Regions from separate parts of the Mus musculus genome. Here regions 1, 2, 3, 5, 6 and 7 are each linked to region 4. Evidence: chromatin contacts called from public HiChIP or PLAC-seq and promoter capture Hi-C data. All regions are on one chromosome and are shown on one strand. Each heading gives the region's core, a stretch centred on a gene start, on an enhancer-like site or on the middle of the called end of the contact. The rest is flanking DNA. Distances are from core to core; before and after follow the strand shown. Region 1 holds the start of Golga1 (golgi autoantigen, golgin subfamily a, 1). Region 2 overlaps Nr6a1 (nuclear receptor subfamily 6, group A, member 1). Region 3 holds the start of Nek6 (NIMA (never in mitosis gene a)-related expressed kinase 6). Region 4 holds the start of Rabgap1 (RAB GTPase activating protein 1). Region 5 holds the start of Nr6a1 (nuclear receptor subfamily 6, group A, member 1). Region 6 holds the start of Mrrf (mitochondrial ribosome recycling factor). Region 7 holds the start of Lhx6 (LIM homeobox protein 6).

Region 1 (3,722 bases), core at 506-3,005, 1.6 Mb after region 4:
CTTTTGTTTTAGCAATGGCACATGTAAAAATTTCCAGGTCAACAACATGTAATTATGACTTAATGTTTCAAATCTTTCTTCTAATAATATATTTAATAAGAATTTAGTGTTTTTTTTTCCTTAAGTCAAAAGATACAAAATATGCAACTCAATCTCTGGTTTTTAATCAGGTGCTTCCTCCTAGGAGGGAAAAGTTACAACATAGAAAAAAGTGACCAAGAACCCAGACTAACTATAGTTATCAGATGCTCTTTAACTTTTCTCACCCATGTGGAAATGTCTAATTTTCTTTGTGCTTGATAATATTACATCTAGCCACAATTTCTTCCCATATGATAGTTAACATGAGATTCAAAATTTCTTTCCTTCAATGGTATATAAAACATTACTGGGCCAGGTATGGTGGTGCAGAGGCAAAAGGATCTCTGTGAGTTCAAGGCAAGTCTAGTCTACACAGCCCCAGGTCAGCCAGGGAAGGCTGCATAGTGAGATCTTGTCTCAAAAACAAAACAGGCCGGGTGGTGGTGGCTCACGACTTTAATCCCAGCCCTTGGGAGGCAGAGGCAGGCGGATTTCTGAGTTCGAGGCCAGCCTGGTTTACAGAGAGAGTTCGAAGACAGCAGCCAGGGCTACACAGAGAAACCCTGTCTCGAAAAACCAAAACAACAACAACAACAACAACAACAACAACAAAAAACCAAACAAAAACCAAAACAAAACAAAATAAAGCAAACTCCTACTGTTCTGTTTCAACCTTATCTTTTCACGTCTGTGCAGGATACACTCTGTTGTAAGATGACAGATGACGCCTTACCACTTCAGGTTAGCCATTAAGCCTATGAAATCCTTCAAAACTTTACCCCCAATATCTGTAAACCACTGTACTCACCTGTCTTATCTACTATATTTAAAAGAGTATGGAGGTCAAAGTCACTGCCCTGTGTAAAAACAAAGATAAAATAGGTTGGATATTTCAAGTGCCGGATGAAAACGTTCAGCGGGAGAGGGACAAAAGAAGGGGGGGGGGGCAGGGCTGAATAAGTGGGCAAATACACCTGGCCACTATTGTACTACTGTCAGTGAGACGCTCCTCAGTCCCAGTGGGCAGCCTAAGAATTTCCACCTTTAAGCAGAAAGAATTTCTTCTAGCACTGGTGCCAACACTCATGTCTCCCTAGGAGTTCTGAGCAAAACATCTCGAATTAGTTGCCGGCTTCCCAGTGACAATATTTAGTTTTCAGCCGATTCTCACAGCTGGTCAGGCTTGTGGTCTGGTCCCTGAGCCCTTACTCGCACTAAGTTGCTAGAACGACAGCAAAGTTCTGACAGATGGTTACGGTTCAGAGGTGCAGGTCACCGCGTTTTGGATCCCACTCCCTCTGGCTCGCTCTGGAGGCGCAGCCCTACTAGGGCTGTCAACCAAGGGAGGGGCTCAACCTCTGTTTGACAGTAGGGAGACTGCGCCCCTGAAAAGAGTGGCGGCTTGGCTTAGGTCGCGCAGGGCAGCTCCAGACCCCCAGGCCAAGGGGGCAGCCTTCGCCCCGAGTCCCCTGGCACCGTCCCCAGCCCTGGGTTGGGGTCCATTGTGTCCCCACCTCGCGGTAGAGCGCCGGAGGCCATGGGAGAGAGGGAGGCCTACTTGCGTCCAGGGACTCCAGTAGTGCACTTGCTGTGTGGGAGCAGCCACGCCTCCGCGGACTCTCGAGGGCGCTTGGCCCCCACCTCAGGCCGACGAGCCGAGCACCGACCCGGAACCGCACGTTTGCCGCGCGCCGGAAGTGGCAGCGCGTCGGCTTGGTTCTCAGCGCGCGCATGCGCCCGTGTGCGATTCAGCGGCGCGCAAGCGGGGGTGCTTGTGCCGTTGGGCTGAAACGGCTACCGGGCGCGGGCACCTCTACCTGTGTTGGCCGGCCACTGACACGTCAGCGAGAGGCACCGCAATCTGGCCGCCCTGGATCGGCACCTTCCCTTCTGAAGAGGGAGGAGCCCCGTGGCGTGCGGTACCCCAGGGCCAGCTTTGGGGCTACAGGAAAGTCTATGCTCAAAAAAACGACACCGGGCACCTCTCAATCCGAGTTGCTGTCGATCATGTTTCATACAACTGAAAGAAGTTTCTAGAACCTTTTATCCTAGTTCTGCCCAAGTAAGATTTTCGTATTTCTCAAGTTTCAAGCTACGCATTGTACATTATAGCAACTTCAGTCCTGCCCTAGAAGCAACCCCAGCCTGTTTTGTTGATTCCATCTATTCCAGTTTCCTCTTGTCCCAGTTGTAGCAACCAGTTAGGGAGAAAACAAATACTTTATAAACAGTAATCTCAATCTACAAAATAGTTATACGCGTTAATCTGTAACTCAAGACAGCTAAAGCGCCTAAGATTTACCCCAAACAAGGAAACAACTGTCAATACTAAAGAAATACACAAAACTTTAAGCAAATAATGTTTATTTTTATATTGATGATACACTTAATATATACGTGATTCAAGATACAAAATTCATTTACAAGAGTTCACACTAGATGAATGTATACACATTCCTAGAGAATATTTATCAATGCAAAATTCTTTATTACACTGACCACAAAAAACAAAAAAAACCCCACAGATATTCTGTAATCTTGTTATTTAACAAACATCAAAACAACGTTTTATTTTCCATCCTAGTATTTATGTGCCCTCAAAGTGACAGGCACTGTGTAACAGTTAAGAATATTGGAACGCCTATGGAATCTGCTCTGTAGAATCACAGTGTTTACTCTGAAATTCATGTAGTGAAGAAGTGAAAGGCTCTAATTGTTTATGACAAATCACATACACAAGAGTTAAGTGATCAACTCAAGAAAATAAATGTTCAAGAACTTGACAATTCCTAAGGTCTATAAAATGTTTACTGTAACAGACAAAACCAGAAAATGACTGTTGGAAAAGAACAAAAGCAAATTAAAATCCTTAAGAGAATGTATGGTTTAAGCAATTTAGAAACACCACAGACAAGACTTTTACAAATGTTCAAGTCAAATGATACAATAGAATTTTCCCCTTAGTCACTGTGGTAAAGTCTCTTCAAAATTGACCAGTAACACATAAAATTTGTGAATCTAAACAATCTACTGCATATCAGAGCTGACTGACAGGTTTATTTGAAAGTATTAACTCACAATACCCAAATTTTAATACAAATGAACAAGACTGTCTCATACAGGATAATAGTGATGTGTGAACAACTAGATAGGCAATCAGCTTTATTTGTACGACAGAGAGCACTTGAATAAGGATTGTTACATGAGAACTGTTGTGCTTCAATCTGTTGAGAGCTAATAAATATAACTCTATAATCCCTACAGGGTTACAATTCTATAACATTTCAGTTACAGACAAGCACATTTAAAAAAAAAGTGTTTCACACTATTAGAAAGTCAAGTATAGTTTCTGCTATTTCAACAAGTGCATTTCTGCCTAACATAGTGTAGACAACAGATTCACCATTAGTTTCAGGGTAAAAGAAGATCAACAGAACTTTTTAAAAAAAAAACCACCCAAAACCCTTGATTTAATTAACTTTTAGTGATACTTTGAATAAAGCTAATTGACACTAAGTCTTAAAATGGAAACTGCTCAGAAAATAACAAAGTTCTCTTAAATTAGTTATACTAATCTTTACAGCAAAGTAAAAATATATGACTTCTAACTACTTCATCTGATTCAGTGACAAATGCAACTA
Region 2 (4,215 bases), core at 1,335-3,834, 1.4 Mb after region 4:
TCAAGGGCTCAAAGCCACCTGTAATTCCTTTGGCTTCTGTGTACATCTGCATTGATGTTCATATAGCTGCATATACGTGTGCATGTACACAAACATATACATAATCTGAAAGTAATTAAAAATTTTTTAAACGAATGGAACAGATGCCAGTGACCTATTGGACCATAAGTTGTATGCTATTTTCTGTATTTGTTTTCCAAAATTTGGAAAAAGTAATGAACACTATATGTTGAGTTATGACTCAAAATAGCTAAGCACATTATTATTTAATACTGGAGAAATTCTTCATAAATCAATTTTATCTTCCCTCCAAAGTAGTTTGCCTTTAACAAACATTATATACCTGGAAGGCAACCCACATTATTTGTCATGGGCGCGCGCGTGTACACACACACACACACACACACACACACACACAATTATGGACAGAATGAAAAGGTATTTATACCTAATACTGATTTAATACTAATACTTATTAGATTGTATTAAATTCTTGGAGATAGGAATTCCTGAAGAAAATAAAAATGGGTCCGTATGGAATAGACTTCTTATCTTAGAACCAAGGTTTTATAATGCAATTTTAAAAATTATTTAGCCTGTATGTATGTATGTGAGCCACTTGTGTGTCAGGTGCCAGAGAAGGCCAGAAGAGGGCATTAGATCCTTGGAACTAGAGTTACAGGTTGTTATAAGCTACCACTTAGGTGCTGGGAATTGAAGATGGTTCTTCCGGAAGAGTAACCTGTATTCTTAACCTTTGAGCCATTTATCTCTCCAGCCCCTCATAATGAAACTTTATTACATCAATTAAAAAAAAAAGTCAATTTAATTAAATAAAGTAACTGCCTTTTTCTAAACAACATCACAACTGACAGTCCTTTATGGCAACCTGGTTTCCTAGTGGCTCAGAAAAACAGCTGGTGAACCTGAAGGACCCTAGTTTAGATAATTCATCTAAAGACTGCCAGCTAAGGCTGTGTTGCAAGTTTAAAGGCTAGGCCACAGCTTGATGGAGTCTATGCTTTTATACTACCCATCTCCAAAATCCCCTGTATGACTAAAGGGTGATCCCAAAAAGGAATAATAAGAGATTTAAAGCTACTTCCTCATATGTTCAAACACTCTAAAATCTAAAAACTCACTTCTCTGCTGTTTATTCGCTTTTCATTAGGTATAATTTAGATCTATAAAACTTCCCTCTTCCCTCCTTCCTTCCTATATACTATGCTACTATGTAGCTAAATTTGGCCTAAAACTCACAATCTTTCCTACTTCTGCCTCTCAAATGCTAGACTTACTACAGGAACACACCATTTCTGCTTCAAACACCACTTTTATAATTACCTTATCAAACTGCAAAATCAGGTCCATGGTCTGGAGAGGAAGCTGGCTAAATCAAACAATTAGTTTAGTTACAGCACAATTTATCAACAATAGGCTGGCTTAGAACTGTGGCATCAGCTGCATTATTGTATTTTAGAAAGACTAGTTCCCCCGACATGTATATAAGGTGTAAGCAACTACTCCGTGGGTCATGCCATCAAACAAAAGCAACACCTACAAAGTCTCTCTCAGTGACTAGAAGCAGCCAGACACTCAAACTGCCAGTCCTGAATTATGGCCTCTGAATGGTGAGGGCTTCACATTTCACCGATCAGGGCACAGCCCAATCAGAAGACAAACCCCTGCCCTGGCGGGGACCAGCAAATCCGCTTTCTTCCAGTGTGCACATGACTGAATGTGCTTCTGTCCATCATCTGGGTCATATATAGTTCAATGCGAGCTAAGCAGACAGGGCTGCAAGGAAACCTGGTGCGGTTCAATACCTTGTCTAGCCTGGGCTCCAGGATCTTTTTTTTTTTTTTTTTTTTAAACTGACAAACTCATTTTTCTACTGGGACAGGATGCTGTGCTGGCTGAAGTTCCATTTCTACAGCAAGAATCCTATCTGGAAGCACAGAAGTTGTCCTCTAGCCACAGCAGCTCCAACTTTTTTGTTGTTGCTGCTTTCTTCTATCACCCCCTTCCCCTTTTGACAAAGATCCAACTGTAGAAAGTCTTACGTAACAGTTCAGGACTACTTCGGTTCTTTTACCGGGTAAGCACTTTCATTTTTTTTCCAGCTAAAAACCATTTTAAAATTGCATCTGTTGAGAGGCTTTGACTAAAACCTTTTCAGTAATTTGTGTAGTGAAATGCTGTCACTGATTTTTTCGGCTCATTTCTGCACGTGCTCCTTTGTTCTCGGAACAGAAGCTTTATACGCTCCCCATAACGCAGCTGCAGAGTTATTAAGTCAGTTATTATAAGGAACACAAAGGTTGCTTTGCATTCTTTGCCTTTAGGTAATTAATTTTCTATTTGTTTTTCTTAAAACAATATTTAAATAAGGCAGAAATTAACAAAAGAATAAACTGTTAGAAAATTTAGCAAAGTTTGAAGTTTTTACCACCTTTTCTATCCGTAGTTTTGCATGGCCAAACACTTGTGCCGCCTGGGGCGTTGGGGGTAAAGGCAAGCATAGACAGAGAGGAACTAAGCCAGACATGGACAAAGGCATGAGCCAAAACCAGACAGTCCTGGCCGTTCGATAGGCCAGCAGCGGGTGAGACAGGTCAGCCAGCTGCGGAGGTGGGAGGGGGGAAAGGGGGCATGGATGTGTGAGGTGCTCATGCGTGCAATCGTGACTAGATTCTGAAACTGCCAGCCATTTTCCAAGCTATGCTTTGTATAATCTAAAGGAATGTGTGTCCCCTGAAGCAGTCTTAGCAGAGCCATGGAAAGAAAGGAGCACAAGAGACACCAGCAGCACACAGAATCAGAAAATACTGGGAACTTGAGTGGGCAAGAGGGAATGCAGTGTGTGGAAATTTTTTAGTGATCTGGAATGTGTTGAGTGACAGGAAGTGCCCCAAGCAACCCCCCCTCCACTCTTCTCAGTCTCGCCTGCTTTTGTCTAACTCTTGTAATCTACACACTACTGCTTACAAAGCTGTCTGAGTTTAAGACAAAAAGAAACATAAAAGGCTCTCTCTCCATTTCATAGTACCTGTGAGAGAGGAGAAATGTAAACGCAATCCTATCGAGATTTTCTTTTTCAGGTATATTGAAGATACTTAAAATAACTGTTTATAGATAAATGAGAATTGTAAATTATAGTACCATTTTAAACCTATAATTAAAAAAGATTAACCAATTCTGGTATAACTTAGGTGGGTTCCTAATTTGAAGGCAACTTGTTTTCTTTGATTTTTATGTTACATGTGAAGCTCGATTTTCTTTGTATAGATGTGGGCTTTGGGGAAAATATTTGAAGTAATAAGAAAGTACTTTTTAAAAAGGGCGGGGATGGTTTCCCTTTGTGGGGTGGAAAGCAGTTTAAAGGACTAGTTCCTTGAGAAAAGCAGCTGTCTCTTACTTTTGTTTATGTGCAATCAAGTAACTTTATAATATAAAAAATGCTAGAAAAAACTTTTCAGACAATATAACATTATTCTAAGTGGAAAAAAAAAAACACACACCTAATCTGGCATGTTTCCCAAAGTTCAGGAACACTTAAAAAAACCAGTTAAATAATTTAACACCTAGCCCAACTTAGGAAATGGAGAATTAAGCATGTGTCAGACGCTTCTTTCTAATGGTTTAGCTCCTACCGCAGAGTGTTACTGGGCAGCCTAGGAGTTAATCTTGCCTAGCGTGGCTCTGAGCTCTCATGCCGAGCAGACGTTATTCACATGACGATTCGAAAAGTCCATTCATGTATCTCACTACCTGGATTTGAATAGAAACCAGACAGCAATTCTTTAGTTCCAGCCACATTCGCCCCACTGGACAATAGTGATTTGTTAGCACACAGTCGCAGGCTGGGGAACACAAAGCTCAGAGCTGCAGAAAGATGCAGAATTCAGAGAACAGGAAGTTACAGGCTCCACACACTCCTGGCAGCTCTGAGATTTGAAGAGAATAAAAAAAGGAAAGAAAGAGAAAAGGGCAGCACGGAGATCCGAGATGCCATGGTTAAGGGCTACTCTAGCATTTTAACCACCTCCAGTGCCATAAAAGCTGTATTGTTAAAGTACATAAAGTCACGAGTCCTGTGTGCTCTCTTTTCGCACTACAGAATACTTCATTCAAAGCCCTGGAACAGTCAGCAGTACTAAAGTATCCACGGTGTGCAGTTGCTTGGTCTGCTCTTATAGAAAGGAGAGGAGCATT
Region 3 (3,772 bases), core at 1,237-3,736, 1.1 Mb after region 4:
TGGTTGGCAGTGGGAGGCACAGGCAAGTCTAGTGCACACACAGGGAGGCAGCCATGCTAAATCTGGGAGGCATTTTGCAAGTAAGTACCTCTTTTCAGTGACTCATTTTGGGACTCACTAAAAACTCCTGTGAGTTGAAAACAAAAGTGGCCCTTGCACCTCTCCCTTCTCCCCACCCCTGCAGAAAGATGGGTGTTGCAGGAATGGTGAGGGTCTTGGAGCTGACTAAATTTGATTTTATGTCACAGCATGTCAGCGGGGCCTGCAATCCATCTGTATGGTCCATAGCCAAAGAGAAGGAAGTAGGGGTGCGAAGGAGGAAGGTCGGGAGAAGGGTGGGTTTGTTTCTCCAGCCTATCCCTTGAGACTGAAGATGCCTTATGTAAGCCCCACCCATCCTGTTCCTGCATTATAGTTCACTGGATGTGTGGTGGTATATGAGCTGGGCCCCTAATTCTCTTAACACTTAAAAACGACCGCTTGCCTACAGCCGGACCTCTAAGGTTCATCACTGGCTGTGAGACCTGGGACATGTTGTTTGGCCTTTCTGAGCTTCAGTTTCCTGAAAATGAAGACACTGCATGTGTTTGTGAACTCAGCAAGGCTGGGGAAAGTCCTTTCTAGTGATCTGACGCTGCTCCTTAGCTGTTCTGCCAGGACAGTTTTTACAGCAGAGAACCCAGTCAGAACACAGCAGGCCCCTAACCATACCCTCTCCTCCAAAGACTTCTGCTCCTCAGTAGAGACCTCCACTCTTCATTGCCTCTTAGAAAGCAGCCCTGGTCCTCCTGCCTCCGGCCTGCTTAACCTTATTTATCCTACTGTCTGCTTCCTGGAGAAACTCAGATTTCCTAGAGTGGGCGTTAAGCTTTCATTTTTTAAAACAACAGTTATTCGTGTGTGCCCTCACATGCCACAATCCACAGTGTATGTGTGCACATTAGAGATAACTTGTTGGTGCCAGTTCCCTCCTCTCAGAAGCAGGGACCAGCCTGGCTGCTCTGGGCTGGTGGCCATGCCTTTCTTACTTAGAACAAGGTTGCCTAGCAATAAGCTGCTGAGACCAGAAATCTGTGTCATCTGCTTCCAGTTCAACCACTCACCACCTGGGGGACTTTGCTCACAGGCCTCATTAAAGCCATCTAAGAAATGGGCACATGGGTGGCATGATGCCACCCTCACAATGGCTGAACATCATGAGGCAGGCAGGGGGAGTAATATAGGTTGTGGGCCTGATTACTGTGGACTCAAGTAGACTAGTTAACTGAATACTCAGCAGGTTGCTATCCCGTGCCCAGACATGTACAGCAGATTAATGGACAGATGGCAGGTGCTTGGGCACACAGACAGTCTAGAACACTCAGAAGCAGCAATACCTGTCCCAGCTACGAGCATCCCTTCCTGAGGGGAAGTGGGAGTCACCTTAATTGCTCCCCAGAGAAGCTTGGACATCCTAGTGGGGTTGTTAAGTATGCATAGATGAAGGCAGTTGTTGTTGTTGTTGTTTTGTTTTTTGTTTTTAACATACAACACTTGGTGTGAATTTGGAAGACATGGGGAGGTTAAAGACAATTTGCTGGAGTTCTTTTGTTCCATTGTGTGGGTCTGGAGGATCAAACTCAGGTCATTCCCCCCACCTCCACCCCCACCCCCACCCCCAGGCTCCTGGGTATTTGGCTGGCCCACTTACTCCTAAAAACCTTCTGCACACTGATGCTTGGCTGGCCTGGAGTTCCCAGGAAGGCAGTATCCCCAGGAGATACTGGCACTTTGAGGGCAGGGACTTGGATTTATCCTAGGTGCCTACTTCTGGAACTGTACTGGGCACTATTTGTACACTGTACTATTGTACACACTGATATATATATATATATATATATATATATATATATACATATATACATATATACATATATACATATATATATATATATATATATATATATATATATATATATATATATATATATATATATATATAATATGAATGACAACATCTCATGTAGCCCAGGCTGGCTTGGAATTTGCTATATAGCCAAGAATGAATGAATTTCAGACATTTTTGCCTCAGCCTTCCTAATTCAGAGATTACAGGTGCCCAATTTCCCTAGTGCTGAGATTAGGAAAGCATGCTATCAACTGAACTTCACCTCCTGCTGCACTCTGTGAATGGGTCAATTTCGGTCCTGCGAGGGCTGTGAGAGGAGCAATGTCAGCTGATGAGGAATCCATGGGTGTGGGGAAGGGTCCACGAATTGGTTACCCAGCGAATCTGCATCTTATAAAGTCTAGAGCCCGCGCAGAGGGGTTCAGTGCCCAGGGTTTGGAGTCTGAGGCTCAGTCTTCCAACCTGAGTTGGACGATCAGGCACCCAGGCTGGGAGCGCGCCCCCGGCGCCCCCTAGCCTGCGTGGCGGCCGCGCGCACGGGCGCAGGGGGCGGCGCGGCCCCGCGGCGGGGAGGGGCGGGCGCGCGGGCGCGCGCAGAAGCGGCGGCTGAACCAAGCGGACTAGCTGCGGCCGCAGCGCCGCCAACTCGCGTGTGACCCGCGCTCCGCCCGCCGCCGAGAGAGCCGCCAGCGCCGGTGAGTGGCCTGGGACCAGCGAGGGGCGCGGGCCAGGGCGTGGGACTGTCACCCGAGGCGTTGTGGGCGCGCGCGCGTGCCCGGGGAGTCGGCGGGGACGCCCGCAGGAGGCCGAGGTGTCCGCGGCGGGCTCCATCCGCCCAGCTGCGCGGGAGTGCGTGCGTGTGCACATCAGGGGCCCGGGCTGTGAGTTTGGGGTGGACCAGTGCGGGTGGACGGGCTCGGCTTCGGTTTATCCGTTTATCGAGTGTTTACCGTGGATGCCAAGGAGTACGTGTGCCCACGTGTCTGAACGTTCCCGAGTGAGTGTGTGCACACGTGCACGGGCAAAAGTGTACAAATTCCATACGAGAGTGTGTTTAGGATCCAGACTGTGCACTCCACACTGCAGGCCGGTGTGTGTGTGATGTGCCGGCTGACCCTGTCCAGAGAGGGTGCTGGGCCGGATTCTGTGAGTCCGCAGATCCCCAGGTTCTGACTTTGGTTGGAAGCCTCTTAGCCCGGCCTTGGCAGAACTCTGCATGGCCACGCAGGCTGAGGAGGGGGCTGCGCTGAACTTGAATTGAGGTTTTCTAAATATGTCTTAGTTCCCTGGCTTTGTTCGTGGCTGTCTCTAGCTAGGCCAGATTTGGACTCTGTTCCCCATACCTAGGGGTTAGGCCCTAGGGAGACCCAGGGCCCCAGATACTTGTCCTCTCTGCCTGCTCCTCTAAGTTAATCATATTTCCCTGATTTAACCGAGCCCCAGAGGGCCATAACAAATGGGTGACAGCATGCTTGGGACACATCCTCTAAGGGCTGTCCGTGAAGTTTTGATTGACAGTTTGTGCATGTGTGTTTGAAAGTTTTAACTGCGTTAGAGCAAACTTTAGAAAGTTTATGTACAAAGTTTCACTCCACTTGCAAAATGCAGGGTGACTTTTTGAGGGGAAAATGTCCTCACAGGAGCCTGGTGTGTGTAAAAGGGCATGTTAAAAACCCTATTGCTAATGGGAGAAGAATTTCATTGAATGGGTGCCTGACTCCCAACAGGAGAAACTTAACCAGTGAACTTTGGACATCGTCGTCCAGAAGACAAAACCTGGAAGGAAACAAAAAAAGACCCATGTTCATTTTTTTTTTCCTCTTTGTCCCGAAAACTGGAGAAGAAAAAATATCCCCACCTTCTGGACGTGTTGAAACTGTTCCC
Region 4 (4,215 bases), core at 186-2,685:
TGTATGTCACTATCCCTTTAGACATAAATTCAAACTCAAAAACTGAATTTGTAATTCTTTGTGGTTTTATTTCTGATTATGGCATTGCTATTCTTCAAATGTCAACTGCTTAAATTCTAAGACTTACTTTTTCTTCTCTTTCAGCGTATAATTATCTATGACACATTAGCACTTGCCTCCTTTCTTGTAACAATACCGTAACTCTACTTTAGATTTTAATGCATCTCACCAGGACGTCATCACCTTTTCAAAATAATCTCAAATATAAGTACCTAGACTTTAGCTAAGAGAACCCAGAGTCAGCTATTTCTATTCTACAGGCTTCCCAGAGAACAAAATTACTTTCTGTAGTACAAATCTGACCATATCAGTTTCCTGCTCAAAGAGCTTCAAAAAGATAATTCATCTCATTTAGTGTTGGTTAAACTTTTCACTATTTGGATTTCACTTTACTTCTCCAACTCAAACTCTTATGTACACAACCTCCCTGTCCCTATTCCTTTTTCTCATAGTCTGTAACGTCTCAGTACCACTACAACTTTTCTTTTTTTGGAAAAAGTAATTTCACGAGTTCTCTTTATCAAGAAGTAGGATTTAGAGGCCACTCTCTTCTACAGGCTTCCCAGCAACTGTCCTTAGAGCAGTTGATTAAAGTAACATATTGCATACCCTCCACCCTCTTACGAACATCAATTTGCTTATAAATGTCGCTTCCAAACTGGAGATGAACACTGGATATTTGATGAACCTCTATTGAATGGCATAACACCAGTAATTCAAAAGGTGCTGTAATCCGCGGTTGAGCAAGGGTAAAACCCATCAAAACCTGGCACTTACAGTAGACTCGCGGTTGGCACTGAAGGCCTTGCCTTGGCTAGCTCCCGCCGTTCAGTTTTCTGCCGGCCTCAACTGCAGCACTTTTTACAAAATGCCAGAGTCTGGCTTCCTGGCCAGCTACAGGGCCCTATATAGAGGGTCTCAGGAAGCGGTCCCTGGGGCATCCTGAGATTCCCCACTGCAGATTCGGGAAGGGGAAGAAAGTGGGATGCAGCATGGGCCAGTCCAATGGCTCAAAAGTCTGGGGGCCTAGACCAGCTCCTTGGCTCCCATCCCAGGGCAGGTTGCGGCCGATCCAGGTCCCCACGGGGGCTCCATTTCCAGAGACCCCGCACCCTAGCCCGGCTCTCGGGTGGCCTCCGAACTTACAGACCCGGGGGGAAGGTCGCCATCTACATCTGGCAAAACCAGGAGCTGCGGCCCCTCGGGGCTCCGGGAAGGGGGAGGGGCAGGCAACCTGAGCCAAAGGGGGACCCAACGGAACCGGAAGGGCAGCCCTGGCCGGACAAAGACAACTTCCAGGTCCCATGGTCATCTCCGCCAATCGGAATGCTCGGAGGACGACGGGCCCCTGAGAGGGACTTTCCGCGTTGTGGGCGGGGCGAGGCCAGGGAATCGGGCTGCGGAGGGTCGGCTTCGTGAGCTCTGCTGCTTGTGGTTCTTCGGTAGAAGGCGGGCCCGAGCTCTCTTCTTCGCGGCTGCAGTCACGAAGTGCTCCCGCTGACCGTTGCCTGCATGGGCCTGAGCAGCCTGTCTGCGAACAAGCCGTGGTAAGTCCCTCCCGCCCAGGGATGTGGACTCGCTGCGTGGGAGCCTGGAATGCAGAAAGCTGTTGTTGGGTCCCGTCCCTTGTGGATACTGGTGTTTCTTAGGAAATCTTCCTTTTATGTTCCCAGGTCAATCTCTTGCCTTCCTTATCTTTGGTTACCCTAGCCGTTCACAAATCTGTGGTTAACCTGAATACCTCTCTTGAGCACTGGAGCCAGCCACTTAGACCGATTTCCTGTTGTCCAGTGTTTAGTGTGCCTTTTTCGTAACAAGTTCATGCCCAGGCCTACCTAGCTATAGTTCTTGTTTGGTGAAACAATCATACAGGGCCTCTTCCCAAAGAGAAAATCTGGAAATCATTCTGAATTCCCTTTACTTTGCCCATCCACTTAGTTATTGCTTTCTCTACATTTGTTTTATTTACCGTTTGGTGGTGTTATTATAGGAAACAGAAATAATTATCAATTTAATCTTTTTCCAAGCTTAAAGCTAAGTGGCTTTGTACAATGTTGTATAACCACTGCTAGCTATTCCCGCATTAACTCCTTGTATTATTTTGTGGATATCCATTTTCCGTAATATCTGTTGAAAAGGTGAACTTTTTGCCCATTGAGTGGACTTTTTGGAAATCAGTTCGCTTTATGAGAGTTTCTTATTGGGCTGTCTAGAGTACGGTGGTCTATGTTTATTCTTGTGCTAGTACCATACTGCTTTAATAATCGTAACTTTGCAGGCAGTTTGGCATTTACTGTGAGTGCTCCATCTTTATTCAAGACTGTTTTGGTTCTTCGAGATGTTTTTCACTTCCATCTGAATTTAGTATCAGGAACTGGACCTAGGACTTTTCATGATACGCAAATACTGTATTACTGAGCTACATCTTCAGCCATACTTTTGTATTGATTTGAGGATTGACTACCATTTCTTGGGAAACGGCTTTTGGAACGTTTTTTTTTTTTTTCCGTTTTTGTAAATCTGTAGGTTGCTTTGAATAGTATTATTATTATTATTATTATTTTATGTCTTCTTGCCCATAAACACAAGGTGCCTCTTCAGGCCTTTTATATAAATTATTTTCAGAAATGTCTTCTTAGTTTTCTGCATTCTTGGTTCATTCACACATTTTTATCAGGGTCTGCCTCAATTTTCATAGTGCTTATTGCTAGTGTCTAAAAAATACATTTAAAAAAAGCACTGCTTTTAGCCGGGCATGGTGGTGCACGCCTTTAATCCCAGCACTCGGGAGACAGAGGCAGGTGGATTTCTGAGTTCGAAGCCAGCCTGGTCTACAGAATGAGTACCAGGACAGCCACTGCTATACCGAGAAACCCTGTCTCGAAAAACAAACAAGCAAACAAACAAACAAAGCACTGCTTTTTAAAAGTGTGTTTGCATAGCTCTTGCAATTCATTTATTCAGGTAGCCCCTCTTGTGGACTCTTTTGATCTTTCTATTACACGTTGGTGTAGTCTATGAACAGAAATCATTTACTTCTTTTCCAGCAGGATGCTTTTTTTTTCCTAATAGGGCAAACAGTTTTAATACAATGTTGAACAGGAGTAGTAACAATAAAGTAGAAGTGGACATCCTTGTTTTATTCCAAATGCAAAGAGGATTTTTTTGGTTGGTTGGTTTTTGTTTTTTGTTTTTTGTTTTTCGAGACAAGGTTTCTCTGTATAGCCCTGGCTGTCCTGGAACTCACTTTGTAGACCAGGGTGGCCTCGAACTCAGAAATCTGCCTGCCTCTGTCTCCTGAGTGCTGGGATTAAAGGCGTGCACCACCACGTCCAGCACAGGAATTTTTTTTTGGCTTTATATTGAGTACATATGTTTCACTATGAATTCTTCATGTTGAAGAATTTTCTGCCAATTCCAAGCTTTATGCAGCATGCTATCTTGAATAGATGCTGCTCTACATCAGTTGAGGTGATCATATGCCCCACTCCTTGTACCAATGTATTCCTTTCATTTATTTTGTTGATCCTACATTAGGCTGAATCCTACTTGGTCATGGCAAAATTCTTTTAATATGCCCTTGGATTTAATATGTTTATATTTTGTTGGTTATTTTTATATCTACTCTTGAGTTATATTTTTATTTAGCTAGAATGCATTTGTCTGGTTTTCCTGTCCCAATGCTGGATCTACAGAATGTGTTAGGAAGCATTGATTCTTCAAATTTTTGCAAACTTTTCAGGAAAAAAAAACAAACCTGTTTGCTCTGTCTTTAAATATTTAATAGAACTCACTGATAAGACTGTATGATATGAGATTTTCCTTGTTGGGAAATTTTGATTGCTAAGACAGTCTTTACTTGGTATAGGGCTATCTTCTCTTCTTGAACCAGTTTAGGTTATTTATTGTTTCTAGAAATCTGTCCTTTTCTTTTTTTGCTCTCTACTTTTTCATATATAATTATTACAATATCTCATTTTTTAAAACTTTTAATGTTGATAGTAATATATCCCTAGTTGCATTTCTTTTTTTTAAGATTTATTTATTTATTATATGTTAAGTACACTGTAGCTGTCTTCAGACACACTAGAAGAGGGTGCCAAATCTCATTACAGATGGTTGTCAGCCACCATGTGGTTGCTGGGATTTGAACTC
Region 5 (3,803 bases), core at 479-2,978, 1.5 Mb after region 4:
GATCCACACATAATACACATCTTTAGGGCTCACACGCTTTGAAAACATCACCATTTGATCACTATCATATCAAATTAATCAGGCTCTCTTCTACGCAGGCTTTCCTTTTAACTAGCTTAAAAGAAACTAAAGATGTACTGAATTAACGATGAATGTTTAATGAATTTATACGGTTATGAAGCACCAAATCCAACTCAAGATTTCTCTTCTGTGCGTCCCCACTCATTCACCAGAATCTCGGGGACCTATTTTCAGGTTGCTTTCCCCACACCTGCCAGGTCACTGTCCTGATTGAGAAACTTCTTGCCAAAGCAATTAATTTTTAGTGCCTCCTAACTGTCCCCAGTGTTTGCATTCAATCTGAAATCTGTTACTTGTTAGACACTGTTCGGGTCCTAGATCTTCCAGAGAATTGCGCGTTTATGGCGCAGAGAGGGGAGGAGGCAGGGATCTCTGAGAGCCTGCCCTTTATTCGGAAATGAGGAGATGTGAAAGGTGGAAGGCAGGGCAAATAAATAAATAAATCGGGTTTGCCGCGGGAGCGTTGGCCTGCCGCAACGAGCACCCTTTGTAATGCAGGCCTCCCGGGGCTATCGCCTGCGCTAATTGCTCCAGGGCGCTTTCCAAGTTCAAAAGTTCACCTTTTACGACCTCACAAAAGCTCCTTACACTTTACCAATAAAAACATTCCGCCGCAAACACCGAGGGGGGGGGATATCAAACAGAAACAAATAAAACATTGAGCCAGGGAGGGAGCGAGAGCCAGCCCGGAGGAACCTGAGGACTGGGCTGGGAACAAGGGGACGCAAGCGGCCGGGCCAGGTGAGGAATTCTCAGCACCCCGGAAGAGATAGGCTGGGCGGCGCGGGAAGCGTCCGGCAAACGCCGGGAAAAGGCAGGTGTCCCGGTGCCCCAGGATCCCGCTGGAGACCTGAGCCAGCAGAAAGTCGTCGCCTAGAAGAATGAGTCTGAGTAAAGGAAGGCCAGGGGACAGGAGTGAGCACCGAGGTCCGAGAAGGACCATTACCGGTCTGCCCAGAGGCGGAGGCTCACGGGCTGGGAGGAAGCTCGGGACAGTGGAGGAGGAAAACGCTCCAGGATAGGTGCAGGGCGCAAAGGTGTGGAGTCTGCGAGCTCCCTGGTGAAGGAAGAGAGGGTGCTCCGTGCACCAGGGCCTCCTGGGGGAGGAGAAAGGGTTGGCGCAGAGGGGACGGGGGGAGGGGAGGGTCCGAGCAGAGGGGACCGGGGACCCTGCCTGGAGAGTGCGAGCCCAGGGTGGAGTCCTCACTGAGGAGCTGCCCGGCATCCCGGAGCTAGAGTCAGCTTAGAGAAAGAGGGGGTCGCGGGCGTTGGCACCGCCCGGGCTCAGAAGGCCCCTTACCCACCGTTGCGCGGCGGCGGAGGGAGCGCGGCGGGCGGCTCCAGGAACCCCGCCGAGCCCCCGCCGCCTCCCCCTCCGCTAGGTGGCCGTTCGTCCCGCTCCATGCGGCGGTGCTCAGGGCCCTCTCGGGCTTCGCTGCTCCGCCATGACTTGCGCCTTCGTAGTCGTCGTCCTGGTCTTCCACGGGGGGAGGGGGCTGTCAGGGGCCGGCAGGCTCTCGGCCGCCGCACTCTCTGGGCCCCTGAGCCGCCCGGCTCCGCGCCCCTCCGCGCCGCGCCCCCTCAGCACTGGCCAGCTCCCTCCTCTGACGTCACGCGCCGCTGCCACGCACATGCCCGTGAGGAATTCTGGGAAATGTAGTCCTCCCAACGAGGCTGCCCACACGGGACTCTACCAAATAAAGGGGTGATGGAAAAAAAACAGGAAGACCTAAGTAGGGAGAACCCAAACCTATCACTATTACAAACTCTAATAAAATTTCTAATATATTAATATAATAAACGGCTATGTCAGAGTTTTCTCTCTATTGTAACTTATTCGTGATCATAGTGCTCTATGATTCCAACTATTTCCCCACACTAATAATGAGCCTTTCCAAGGAGGCGTATCCACCGGGAACCGGGTGAGCACGTGCAACCAAGCCCAGCCCTGTGGGGGAAGGCCCCAGGGGGCGGGGTGTGTAGGTACTCATGAGGGCTTTCCTCCCGGGCTGAGCGACAAATTGGACCAGAGATTAAAGGACCCGAGTTTAACCCGAGGTGACTGCGTTCGTATGCAAATAGAATCTATACAACTCTGCTTTCCGGAGAAGTGTTTAAAGCCCCTTTACCTCCGGGTGGGCGGGAAAGATTAAAGTTTCTCTTCCTCCTCTTTCATTCCCCGCACCCTGCCCATAGAACAGATGGACAAACTAAGATCACTTCCACTGATGCCACCAAAGAAAACTTGAGACCCCTGACTCCTTGTGTCTTAAAGAGTTCTGTTTTAAGAATGTCCCTTTCCCGGAGTGTTCCCCTTCCCACTCCTGTTCAGTATACCTGTCTCAAAAATGAGAGGTGTAATAAGAATCGGATCCAGTGATAAGAGACCAACTCTCACATACACGCTATCGCCTCAGTTTACAGAAGTTCCCACCAAATAAAATCCTGGATTTTCTCCCCTTCCTCCTCCAGGGCCCACCTCCCGCTGCCACCAGGTGGCGCGCGGCCATGGGGCTCTCAGGATTAGGGGTGGTGGTGATTTTCAGAAATGCCCCGCGCGCGTTCTCTCTCTCTCTCTCTCTCTCTCTCTCTCTCTCTCTCTCTCTCTCTCTCTCTCTCTCTCTCTCACACACACACACACACACACACACACTACACAACCCGCGCACACACACACACACACACACACACACACACTATACAACACACACACCTCCCTTAGGAAAAGACTTATTAAGTTTCAGTCTAGAACTTAAATGCTATCTAGCTTACTATAAATCAAAGAACTCTGGTGCTTTGCTGGGCTTTCCTCTAATGGGCCGTATCGAAGCGGTTTCATTCTGTCACTTCATTCTGCCCCATGTGCCCCTGGAATCCTCTGGCTCTTGTGAGTCATTCTTTACTTAATTGTTTAGAAGTCTTTACTTGGCTTATGAAATCTAACCTGTTCCGATTCCTGCCCACGTTGCTCCCATGCCTCTTCCCTTACCTGCTATTGAGAAGGCTCTGCCAAGCCTTCCTGCACTTTCCATTATCAATATTAATTGGCCTGGTCCATCCTTAGTCTGTGCCAGCAGCTGTTATGAGAGATTGACACTAATGCTGTGTGGTTTAAAGCTCCCACACCTGTTCATTGAGGTAGCTCTGATATTGGTGCTCTCACATACAAATGAAGTGGCACAAAAGTTGATGTCCGTTATATACTCAGTGGATCAGAAAGCCGAAATGCCTCTATAAAGTCTTTAACTCATCTTTCTAGATCCTTTTCTTCAGTAGCACCTTCCTTATACCTCCCATCAAGGGACAACTGGGTCCCTCTGTATTCCCAGATGGCCCTATCTAAGTAGACTGTAAGAAATGATCTTTTTTTAAAAAAGATTCATTTATTTATTTTATGTATATGAGTATACTTATACACTGTAGCTGTCTTCAGACACACCAGAAGAGGGCATCAGATCCCATTACAGATAGTTGTGAGCCACTATGCAGTTGCTGGGAATTGAACTCAGGACCTCAGGAAGAGCAGTCAGTGCTCTTAACCACTGAGCCATCTTTCCAGCCCCAAGAAATGATCTTGAAGTGGTTATGTCTTTGACAAGGGTTCTGAGCTTTCCCAAGGCCAGGGAGCAGTGTTCTGCAGCAGGCCCCTGGAATATAAGATGAGTCCTTTGTGTCGTGGGGAAGAAAGCCTTCTTCAGCTCTGGATTCTGAAATGTGCCAGG
Region 6 (4,010 bases), core at 259-2,758, 1.3 Mb before region 4:
CTCAAGCAGGAGCTGATGCAGAGGCCATGGAGGGATGTTACTTACCGGCTTGCTCAGCCTGCTCTCTTATAGAACCAAGACTACCAGCCCAGAGATGGTCCCACCCACAAGGGGATCTCTCCCCTTGATCACTAATTGAGAAAATGCCTTACAGCTGGATCTCATGGAGGCATTTCCTCACCTGAAGCTCCTTTCTCTGTGGGAACTCCAGCTGTGTCAAGTTGACACAAAATAGCCAGGACAGGCTCATACACACAGAGTTAATAAACCTAAAAGATCTGTAAAGATAAATCCTGCTTTCCTAATTAGTTAAGGTTGCTGAGAAGAAAAAAAAGAGTTTATAGATGAAAAATGAAATTTTAATAAATATACAATATGATAAAGGAAAGGTAAAGGGACAGAGACGATAGCTGCCTATACCAGACTTCAGACCTCCCTCCTAGGAAAAAAAAACAAAAAAAACAAAAACCCAAACCCCCAAACCAAAACATGTATCTTCTGTATCTAGAAGTGCCTCAAGCTCTGCCTTGTACGAAATACTCTCCATTCTCGGATATTTTTGAAAAAGAGAACTAAATTTAAAAACGGCAAAATATTGAAGTAATTGACAGATACTGAGACAGGCACTATCATTTAACGACTCTTCAGTTTAGTTCCCTTATGAGGAGAGTACCTCATTAAAGTCTGTAGCTCTGCCAAATTCTACCCCTAATGCCTTCAGAACCATGCTGAGAACTCACCCAACACTGAGAAAGCTGTGTGACTGGGGGTTGCACTACTTCAGACTGAGAATGCTGGATTTGAATGCTAGAACTTCTGATGTTCTCACGTCTAAAAACAACTGTAACACCAAAAAGATACTTAAACATGCCAAAGAGGCCATGTATAAATAGGAAGAGTACAGGACATGGGGCTAGAGAGACTCGACTCAAAATCAACTTTTCCAACTACTGTGCCTTTAGTAACAGTCCCTCCCTTAGGTATCTTCCTCAGGATCTCTGCTCCTGTGTGTGAACACAATGAGTAGTTTACTTTTTGCCTATGTTTCTAAAATAATAAAAGCTCCTATGGCATAGGGCCTTGATCATGGTTCTCTATGCCCAGCATATTGTACACTGCCTGGCTCAGAGTTGGCACTATTTTCAATTCTCTTCTTTCCTGAGATGGAGACAAATTCCTGCATCACGTGGTCATTTTAAATAAGAATATACATGTGACAGCTCAGCTCATGAAATTTTGAGAAACAAACAGTAAAGTCTAATAAGTTAGTATGTGACTATCAAGTCTTTTGGGGGTTGCAAAGGCGACAACTCCTTTGAGTAACATGTTCACAAATGCCAATCTACTCCTCCCGGCTGAGCGGTATCTACTCTAAAAGTCAGGAGGGGACTGGGGTCGCTTATTCTTACACGTTAACCACGGGGTCAGGCCAACAACCACGGCACCCCGATTCCTGGCAGCGAAGTCACTAATGGGATTGTTATTTCCGGCCAGAGACAGGACAATCCGGGGCGGGGCCTAGAAGCCTGCGGGTGAGGATGGTTTTCGCCAAGGCCCCGCGGCCAGGATGGCACTGAGCTTCGGGTACTCACCTGCTAGCCTCAGAGCTGTGCCCTCAGCTCATGCCCCGAAAGCAGCTTCCGACGCTGGGGTCCGAGCGAAGGACCTGAGGTTACCTCTGCCGAAACACCGCTCGCCGCCTGGCCGCCCGTGACGCACTACGCCTGCGCCGCCGCGCTGGCCCGTGACGTCATGACGCCCGCACCTCCGCTGTCCCGCGTGTGTTTCTCTATAGTCCCGGCCGTAGCTGGTGAGTGGCCTTGAGTGTGTGTGGGGGTCGGCTCTCAAGGAGTGGGCGGGATTCGAGCTCTGGTGACACTTTTCTAGGCTCTCGGAGGGACCTCGTAGGGCTAGGATACTATCCGTGACTGGTTCAGCAGAGTTCGGCTGGACCTTAAGGCCGGGGGCGGGACTTCTATGCTCACAAGGGTGGGGCGGGGCCATTGTCACTCAGCCGACATTTAGAGCCTTGCCTGGGAACTTGGTAAATAGTTCCTGATGCTTAAGACGTCACCTGACAGGAATAATGCCTTTTCCAAACAACCCTACACGCGGAGGTGTAATTATTCCCGGTGGTGATGAAGAAACAAAAACTCAAGCGCTGTCTTTACCAAGGTCGCGCGTCTCCCAAGTGATGAAGTTTGAATTCCACCCAGGCCTGAGTCGAATGCCTGGGGCTTTTAAAATCATCATTCTGCTGACCAGTGGGCAAACAGTTGTCATTTCGATGGTGCTTCATCATTCCCGTGACTCTGGCACATTTTACAGATTAAGATCACATACTTAGGAAGCACTAGAAGCAGGACAGTTGCCTAGGCCATCTCAAAGTTTGGTGCTTTTTTTTTTTTTTTTCCTTCTCATTCCTGTGTTTTTATTAACTCACACACAACTACTTGTCTTCTGGATTGTTGAAGCAGTAAGGCAGGCAACACTCACCACAGTAATGTCTGTCAAGGTAACTAGCCATGAACACTCTAGCCCCATGTTGATCAGGAGGACATTTTCATCCACTTTATAGTATTTCAGCACAGCCAACTTAACCTTCTTATTCTTATTCTTCTTGGCAGTGCTATAACCCTTTATCCTTTTCTCAGGACCACCATGAAGTCTCAGCACACCTTTTGAATGTTACAGTCAAAGTATGGCCATCTTTCAGCTGCTTGCCAGCAAAGATCAGCCTCTGCTGAGAGAAGGAATTCCTTCCTTATCCTGGATCTTGGCCTTAACATTTTCTATAGTGTCCGAGGATTCAACCTTTACTGAGACCTTCCATAAGGGTCTTCGTCTCTTCCTCTTGTAAGGTCTGCATGCTCGGGGTGGTTTCACCACAGATGGTGGATCGGATCCACAGTGCTTTCTCTTTTGACCACATTCCATTGAAATTCCCAGAATCTTAGAGAACCCATAGTTGGAAAGCCAGGAAACTTGATTTGATTCCTTCAGTGAATGGCCGAGGATACAAAACCAAATTAGGAGAAATTATTTGCTATAGTTCTCATCTGGGGTAGAGCTGTGATCCATGCTCTTTGAATGTAAGTGGTTGTGAATTCCAAAGTTGCATGTGATAGGGTTGATGAGGCGGGTACATTGGAATCCAGGTGTCCTAGTCTTTACGTGAAGTCTTTGTCCACTATTCCTCCTTTGGCGTGTGCCAAGGACATTTGGATGTTGTATTGAGTCAGGTATTCCAAATACCTTTCTTTACATGGTACTGAGTTTGTAAAGAAGCACACCATGTTCCAAGCAGAGAACTGGAAATCCAGGGGATAACGGAAGCAGTGTTGAGAAATAGAACCCAGGACCAGCCATCAGAGGTGTAGATTCCAACTCTGGTGCCAGCATTTTGACATTTGGCAAGGATTTAATCTTTGTGGAAGTCCATTATCATACTTAGCACATTTGTATGATGTCTTTATTTTTGTACTATACTAAGTACAGGGTACAGTAATAGACAAGTAGGTTAGTAGGTAGATTCGTGTACTAGAGCTGTTGTGAAGTGCCAGCAGTCATATGGAGATATTTAGATAAGGATCAAGTAATTATACATATTTACTTTTATTGTTAAAAATTATGTGCTGTGATGAAGTATTGGCATGAAAGCTGCATTTCAGGAAATGTGACCAGTTTAGTTGGAAGAGCTGGCCAATGACCCTGTGCTCTGACAGAATGATGATAAAGAAGAATGGATGGTAAAGAGATAAAGGGAGAACATTCCAAGCAGGGACTAGGGATGCGGGTGGCGCACGCCTTTAATCCCAGCACTCAGGAGGCAGAGGCAAGCGGATTATCTGAGTTCAAAGCCAGCCTGGTTATAGACTGAGTTCCAGGATGGCCAAGACTACACAGAGAAACGTTGTCTTGTCAAACCAAAAAAAAAAAAAAAAAAAAAAGAGAGAGAGAAAAAAGAAAATAAAAAAATGTATGTTGTATATCAATACACAGTGGTTGGA
Region 7 (4,212 bases), core at 136-2,635, 1.3 Mb before region 4:
CTGGCGCTCCCTTCTGTGTAAGACGTGCTGAGTAGGAGGGCCGGGCCAGTGCGCTGAGCCGCGTTGTGCACTCTGAACAGCAGGGCTCAGGAATTGGAGAGCACAGGCCACACAAGTGGCCTAGGCACGCGTGTGCAAGGCGTTCATGCTCCAGCGCTTGCTGGCGGGATGGCCGCTGCCTACCTGAAGTAGTCCATCTTGCAGTAGATCTCCTTGTTCTTGATGTAGCAGCTATTCTGCTGCCTCAGCGATGTGCGACACACGGAGCACTCGAGGCACCGCACGTGCCAGATGAGGTTGTTGACCTGGGGAGGGGGCAGAGGTGGGGGTCGGCTTGGCGCGGGCCTCTTTCACGCCCGCCCCCAGCCTCCCCAGCCTCATTTGCAGAGACAGAGAGACACTGAAGCTCAGAAGGGGCGTATGGCTTCCCTACTTTTCTTCTATAATACAGAGAGGCTCAAGGAAATTGAGATACAGCCTTGCATTCTCTTGTTGGAACCGGGGCAAAAGGAGACCTCCTGTTTGGGAACACTTGCCCAAAGCTGCGCGATCGGTTAGCGGTTGGATTGGGAGGCCGAGGAAAATGGACCTGGCAAGGTCATTGCTTCCCTACAGCTCTTGGGGCTGCAAACCACACCCGTGGGCAAGCAGGCACACCTACCCTGACTCACCTTGAGCAGATACCGGTCCAGGATCTCCAGACCGCAACTGGAGCAGATATTCTTGCCGGCAGACGGCACGGAAGAGGCAGCAGAGGGCGGCGAGCAGACAGACGGTGTGCTGGGCGTACATGGGGAGGCTCTACCTTCGTCCTTGTCCAGAGCGCCTGCCAAGGCCTCTGCGTCTGACTGAGCCTGAAATGGGAGAGAGGAACAGCGAAGCGCTTAGCCGAGTACTCAGAGTTGAATCTGGTTTCCTCGCGCACCGACTGACACCGAAATGTGCCAGGGATGTCGCGCCCTAGGCTGGAGTACAAGAATGAAAGGACCTATTGGAGAAGAAGGGACGGCCCCCAACTTTTAACACAGCGCATCCTGGGTGCAGGAAGCAGCCAAAGCTCACATTCCAGGCCAGAAAAACCAAGGCTCAACGAGAGGCGGCTCCTATCGGCAGTTTTCCAGCGCAGGGGTAGAGGTTGGTAGCCGGAAGGCTGAGCCAGAAGCCCTGGCCTGTGCTGTTGGGGGGACTCGGGGCCGAAAGCAGGACCGAAAGGACTCACCATGGCAGGCGGAGCGGTCCCTTCGAGACAGCGGGTGGTCGCTTTGCAGCCGGACCCTGGCTGGGCCATCACCTGGGGGAGGGGGAGGGAATGCAGGCGACGGCGGCTGCTGAACTGGCTCGGAGCTGTCAGAGCCCAGCGCCTCCCCTCGCCTGTTATATAAACCGGCGCTGAACAATGAGTCCTAACTTTGTAGTGGGCATTTAAAGCCCTTCCCCACAAAAGCGGTGTCTCTCTAATGAAGCAATTTGAATTTGGATTGGGTTTTTTTCCCTCTCTCTCCCCCTCTCCCTGCACTTAACCCGTGGCTCTTGAAGTAATCGCTTAGTTCCTTTGCAATCCAAGCCTCTGAGGGGGAAAAAAAACACGCGCACACACACAAACTACCTGCAATTAGAAATTGTCGTGAATGCCCAAGATAAGAGGTAGCCAGAGTGTCAATTCCAACTGTCAATCAGTGAGATCCATCAGGCCGCCCAAAGAATTGCAAATTTGATTTTTTAATGGTAGTAATTAAAAATCGAATTTTTTTCTCCCTCCGCCCCCTCCCTTCTCCTACTCTCGGTACAAAATGCAAAAAGGAGAAAAGAGAGAAAGAAAGAAAATAAAAAGGAGATGGGGGTGGTGGTGGTGGTAGTGGTGGTGGTGGTTGAGAAAATAAAACCCAGAGCGCTAGGAGCATCCGCCCGCTCGACGCGCGCCGGGAAATTGAAGCGGGGATATTGACACCGATTCAAACGCCTTTGGAGGGCCAGTTCAAGGGAAGCCCCAAGCCAAAGAGGGCGAGATCGGCGAGTGAAATGAGGCCAAAAAGAGAAAAGAGAGGCCTCTTGGAGGAGGAAAGAGAACCCTCCAGACTCTTGGAGCTCCCGGGACCGGCCCCTCATCGAGATCCTCAGCGTTGCGCCGGCACAACCTCTGGCGCATCGGCGCTATCAGCGTCTATTCAGACGGACAATACTGGCCTCGCCTCCTCTTGATTCGCCTATGTCTTTGCTAAATCGCTTTTTGAGAAATTCCTCCAACATTTGCATAATGTGTTCCCGCTTTCCGCGACCCCCCACCCCCGCCTGCCCGCTCGCACGCTCACACACTTGCAGACACACTCTCCCGGGCTCACTCAGCACCCCTCCTTCCTGCTGCCGCCCGCCACCCGACCCGGCCCGGTTGAATCCCGGCTCCCGCTGGCCCCAGGATCCCCGACGCTCACCCACTCGCCTGCTTGCTCACCTGGTCGGTGGTGGGGCCGCCCTCCGCCGGCAACCGGCAGCCCTCGGGCAGCGCCGGGGCGGCGCTCTCATGCTTCCAGTACATGGGCCCGGGAGCGGGAGGGCTCGGTGGGCGCGCAGTGCGAAGAGAGGCGCAGAGTGGGGCCTCGGGCGTCCTGGGGGCAGAGGCTGCTGGGAGAGCTGGAGAACCGAGGCTCCGGCCCCGCCGCCCCGGGCCCAGCCCCAGCTCCCCGCCCCCGGCCTGAGCGCAGTCCTGGCCTCCCTGGCTGCCAGCACCACTGCCTCTGAAGAAGGTCCCGACAAACTTGGAGAGGTCCCTGCAGCTGCTTCTGCGGCTGCCGCCTCCTCCTCCTCTTCCTCCTCCTCCTCTTCCTCCTCCTGTTCTCCCTCCTCGTTGTCCTCCTCCCCTTCCAGCTGCGGCGACGACCGCCCTGCCGCTGGAGCCCCGCTCCGTTCAAGATGAGTCATGCGTGACCAATCCCCTCCCCGCTAAGAAGAGCGAGACACTCCAAAGGAGGCAGAGACTCAGAGACATACACACACAGAGAGACACACTGAAACTAGGCGCTACAGGGAGACTCTTGGAACATGCTAACATACAAAGACACTGGCGGGGCACATATCCTCACAGCTCCTTCTGCCGCCCCTCCCTCAAGGGCACCCACTGCCGCCCTCACACAACGTTAATAGGTGCGAGAGGAATCCGTGGTCAGCCCATCTACAAGGCTGGATTCCACATGAAGCCACGTTCTGTTGATGTAGTGCTGAGCCTGGTATATTTGTGTCGCAAATGGTCACCTGCTCACACCAATCCTTCAGGTCCTAGACTTCGACACACCCCTCAAACTCCTGCAAAAATATCCCTGCTTCATGACAACCGGAGCTTGCACCAGCTTCTAAAGGCTGAACAGGGCTGGGGGCAGGGGAGCCTGTGCTAGTGAGAGTGGGAGGGTAGGTCCCTTGGTTCTTTTGGAATGAATTACTTGGGACATCCACTTCCACTTCAAGATTTACCTAATCATACTTTCTACGTACTATAGGACTCTAAGGATGATGAGAGTTAGGGAAAGGCAAAGACCCAGACATTTAGATAGCAGGCACAAGCCCCAAACAGAGAACTCTCAAACTCAAAGGTCTGACACTGACAAACACTGACATTTATAGCCTCAGCCTTCTTCCTCAAACACCAACTATGCCAGAGAAGTGTGTAAATGTGTGTCTTCTTCTAAAACACTGTGCACACTCAGACTTAGACCTAGTCCTGCATAGAGCTACCCACCCACCACACAGACCACCCCTCCCTAACTGCCCTCATTTACAGATGTAAACAGCACCCCCTCAAATCACGCTTACACTTGTACACACAGCCGTACTCAGGAGAGGCCAAGTTCCTATGGAGCTCCAAACCCTGTATAACCTCTGTTATGAGGCATCTCTTACTATGCACTGCATTCTTATAGGTGATGAGCCAGGCGCCAGGCTCAAGGGGAAGCAACACACACCTTTGCAAAGAACATCGTTCCCAGGTGTCAGTCTCTGTCTGCACAATTAGGCATGGCCAGAAGCACACATGGACAATGTCTATACACGACTGCAATACTGAAAACCCACCTCCCACTCCTTAGAGATATATATCTGCTCTTCAGGCAGACACAACCCCAGCTAATGGCATCAGCCCTTGCATTGCAGTCCTTTATTGCTCTTGGGCACACAGGTTCTGAACCAGTCTTTTATACTAAAGAGAGCAGATCCACGGTGGAGAGC

What was found. Promoter capture Hi-C pulls out the DNA fragments that hold promoters and counts their contacts. HiChIP or PLAC-seq counts read pairs in DNA pulled down with a chosen protein or histone mark.
Region 1: an H3K4me3 HiChIP or PLAC-seq map of stem cell-derived neural progenitor cells shows a contact between it and region 4, with 3 times the contacts expected there. The contact joins the promoter of Golga1 here to the promoter of Rabgap1 in region 4. A contact is called at or near these places in 3 of 39 promoter capture datasets (the C10 cell line, hippocampal neurons and liver), 4 of 115 datasets of contacts at active chromatin or transcription factors (bone marrow-derived dendritic cells, microglia, pancreatic cancer cells and 1 more) and 3 of 9 other capture datasets (adipose tissue, liver and pancreatic islet).
Region 2: a promoter capture Hi-C map of pre-B cells shows a contact between it and region 4, with 8 times the contacts expected there. The contact joins the enhancer-like site here to the promoter of Rabgap1 in region 4. A contact is called at or near these places in 8 of 39 promoter capture datasets (the 3T3-L1 cell line, the HPC-7 cell line, cranial neural crest and 4 more) and 2 of 115 datasets of contacts at active chromatin or transcription factors (T-cell acute lymphoblastic leukemia and astrocytes).
Region 3: a contact with region 4 is called in a promoter capture Hi-C map of second pharyngeal arch cranial neural crest. The contact joins the promoter of Nek6 here to the promoter of Rabgap1 in region 4. A contact is called at or near these places in 3 of 39 promoter capture datasets (liver, pre-B cells and second pharyngeal arch cranial neural crest), 1 of 484 Hi-C or Micro-C datasets (B cells) and 3 of 115 datasets of contacts at active chromatin or transcription factors (cardiomyocytes, embryonic limb bud and pancreatic cancer cells).
Region 5: a contact with region 4 is called in a promoter capture Hi-C map of pre-B cells, with 9 times the contacts expected there. The contact joins the promoter of Nr6a1 here to the promoter of Rabgap1 in region 4. A contact is called at or near these places in 3 of 39 promoter capture datasets (liver and pre-B cells), 5 of 115 datasets of contacts at active chromatin or transcription factors (astrocytes, bone marrow-derived dendritic cells, microglia and 2 more) and 2 of 9 other capture datasets (adipose tissue and liver).
Region 6: a contact with region 4 is called in a promoter capture Hi-C map of liver, with 8 times the contacts expected there. The contact joins the promoter of Mrrf here to the promoter of Rabgap1 in region 4. A contact is called at or near these places in 9 of 39 promoter capture datasets (the 3T3-L1 cell line, 3T3-L1-derived adipocytes, the C10 cell line and 5 more), 1 of 484 Hi-C or Micro-C datasets (B cells), 4 of 115 datasets of contacts at active chromatin or transcription factors (astrocytes, embryonic stem cells, large pre-B cells and 1 more) and 3 of 9 other capture datasets (adipose tissue, embryonic stem cells and macrophages).
Region 7: a contact with region 4 is called in a promoter capture Hi-C map of embryonic stem cells, with 3 times the contacts expected there. The contact joins the promoter of Lhx6 here to the promoter of Rabgap1 in region 4. A contact is called at or near these places in 3 of 39 promoter capture datasets (cranial neural crest and embryonic stem cells), 5 of 115 datasets of contacts at active chromatin or transcription factors (embryonic stem cells, extraembryonic endoderm stem cells, forebrain and 1 more) and 1 of 9 other capture datasets (embryonic stem cells).

What each region holds. Positions count from the first base shown.
Region 1 is chr2:39,063,786-39,067,507 of GRCm38.p6, forward strand. Golga1 (golgi autoantigen, golgin subfamily a, 1) reads right to left here and starts at 1,756. Exons shown (of 23, transcript NM_029793.2): 1 at 1,596-1,756; 2 at 890-938. Scai (suppressor of cancer cell invasion) reads right to left here. Exons shown (of 18, transcript NM_178778.3): 18 at 2,429-3,722.
Region 2 is chr2:38,821,472-38,825,686 of GRCm38.p6, forward strand. All of the region lies in intron 3 of Nr6a1 (nuclear receptor subfamily 6, group A, member 1), which reads right to left. It overlaps Nr6a1os (a long non-coding RNA gene), which reads left to right. Exons shown (of 7, transcript XR_866167.2): 1 at 1-2,098. Among named protein-coding and RNA genes, the nearest start is that of Nr6a1os, 7.6 kb to the left of the region's middle. Within about 2 kb of position 2,585, at least 311 of the 459 cell types and tissues checked have an H3K27ac peak or open chromatin away from gene starts, as enhancers often do. A contact at or near this core is called in the HPC-7 cell line, T-cell acute lymphoblastic leukemia, astrocytes and 3 more, where this site is marked.
Region 3 is chr2:38,509,211-38,512,982 of GRCm38.p6, forward strand. Nek6 (NIMA (never in mitosis gene a)-related expressed kinase 6) reads left to right here and starts at 2,487. Exons shown (of 10, transcript NM_021606.3): 1 at 2,487-2,583.
Region 4 is chr2:37,441,850-37,446,064 of GRCm38.p6, forward strand. Rabgap1 (RAB GTPase activating protein 1) reads left to right here and starts at 1,436. Exons shown (of 26, transcript NM_146121.2): 1 at 1,436-1,607. Zbtb26 (zinc finger and BTB domain containing 26) reads right to left here and starts at 1,323. Exons shown (of 2, transcript NM_199025.3): 1 at 838-1,323.
Region 5 is chr2:38,924,733-38,928,535 of GRCm38.p6, forward strand. It overlaps Nr6a1 (nuclear receptor subfamily 6, group A, member 1), which reads right to left and starts at 1,729. Exons shown (of 11, transcript NM_010264.4): 1 at 1,386-1,729. The coding sequence starts at 1,485.
Region 6 is chr2:36,134,890-36,138,899 of GRCm38.p6, forward strand. Mrrf (mitochondrial ribosome recycling factor) reads left to right here and starts at 1,509. Exons shown (of 7, transcript NM_026422.2): 1 at 1,509-1,810. Rbm18 (RNA binding motif protein 18) reads right to left here and starts at 1,815. Exons shown (of 6, transcript NM_026434.4): 1 at 1,593-1,815.
Region 7 is chr2:36,102,675-36,106,886 of GRCm38.p6, forward strand. Lhx6 (LIM homeobox protein 6) reads right to left here and starts at 1,386. Exons shown (of 9, transcript NM_001083126.1): 1 at 1,220-1,386; 2 at 672-854; 3 at 184-305. The coding sequence starts at 1,288.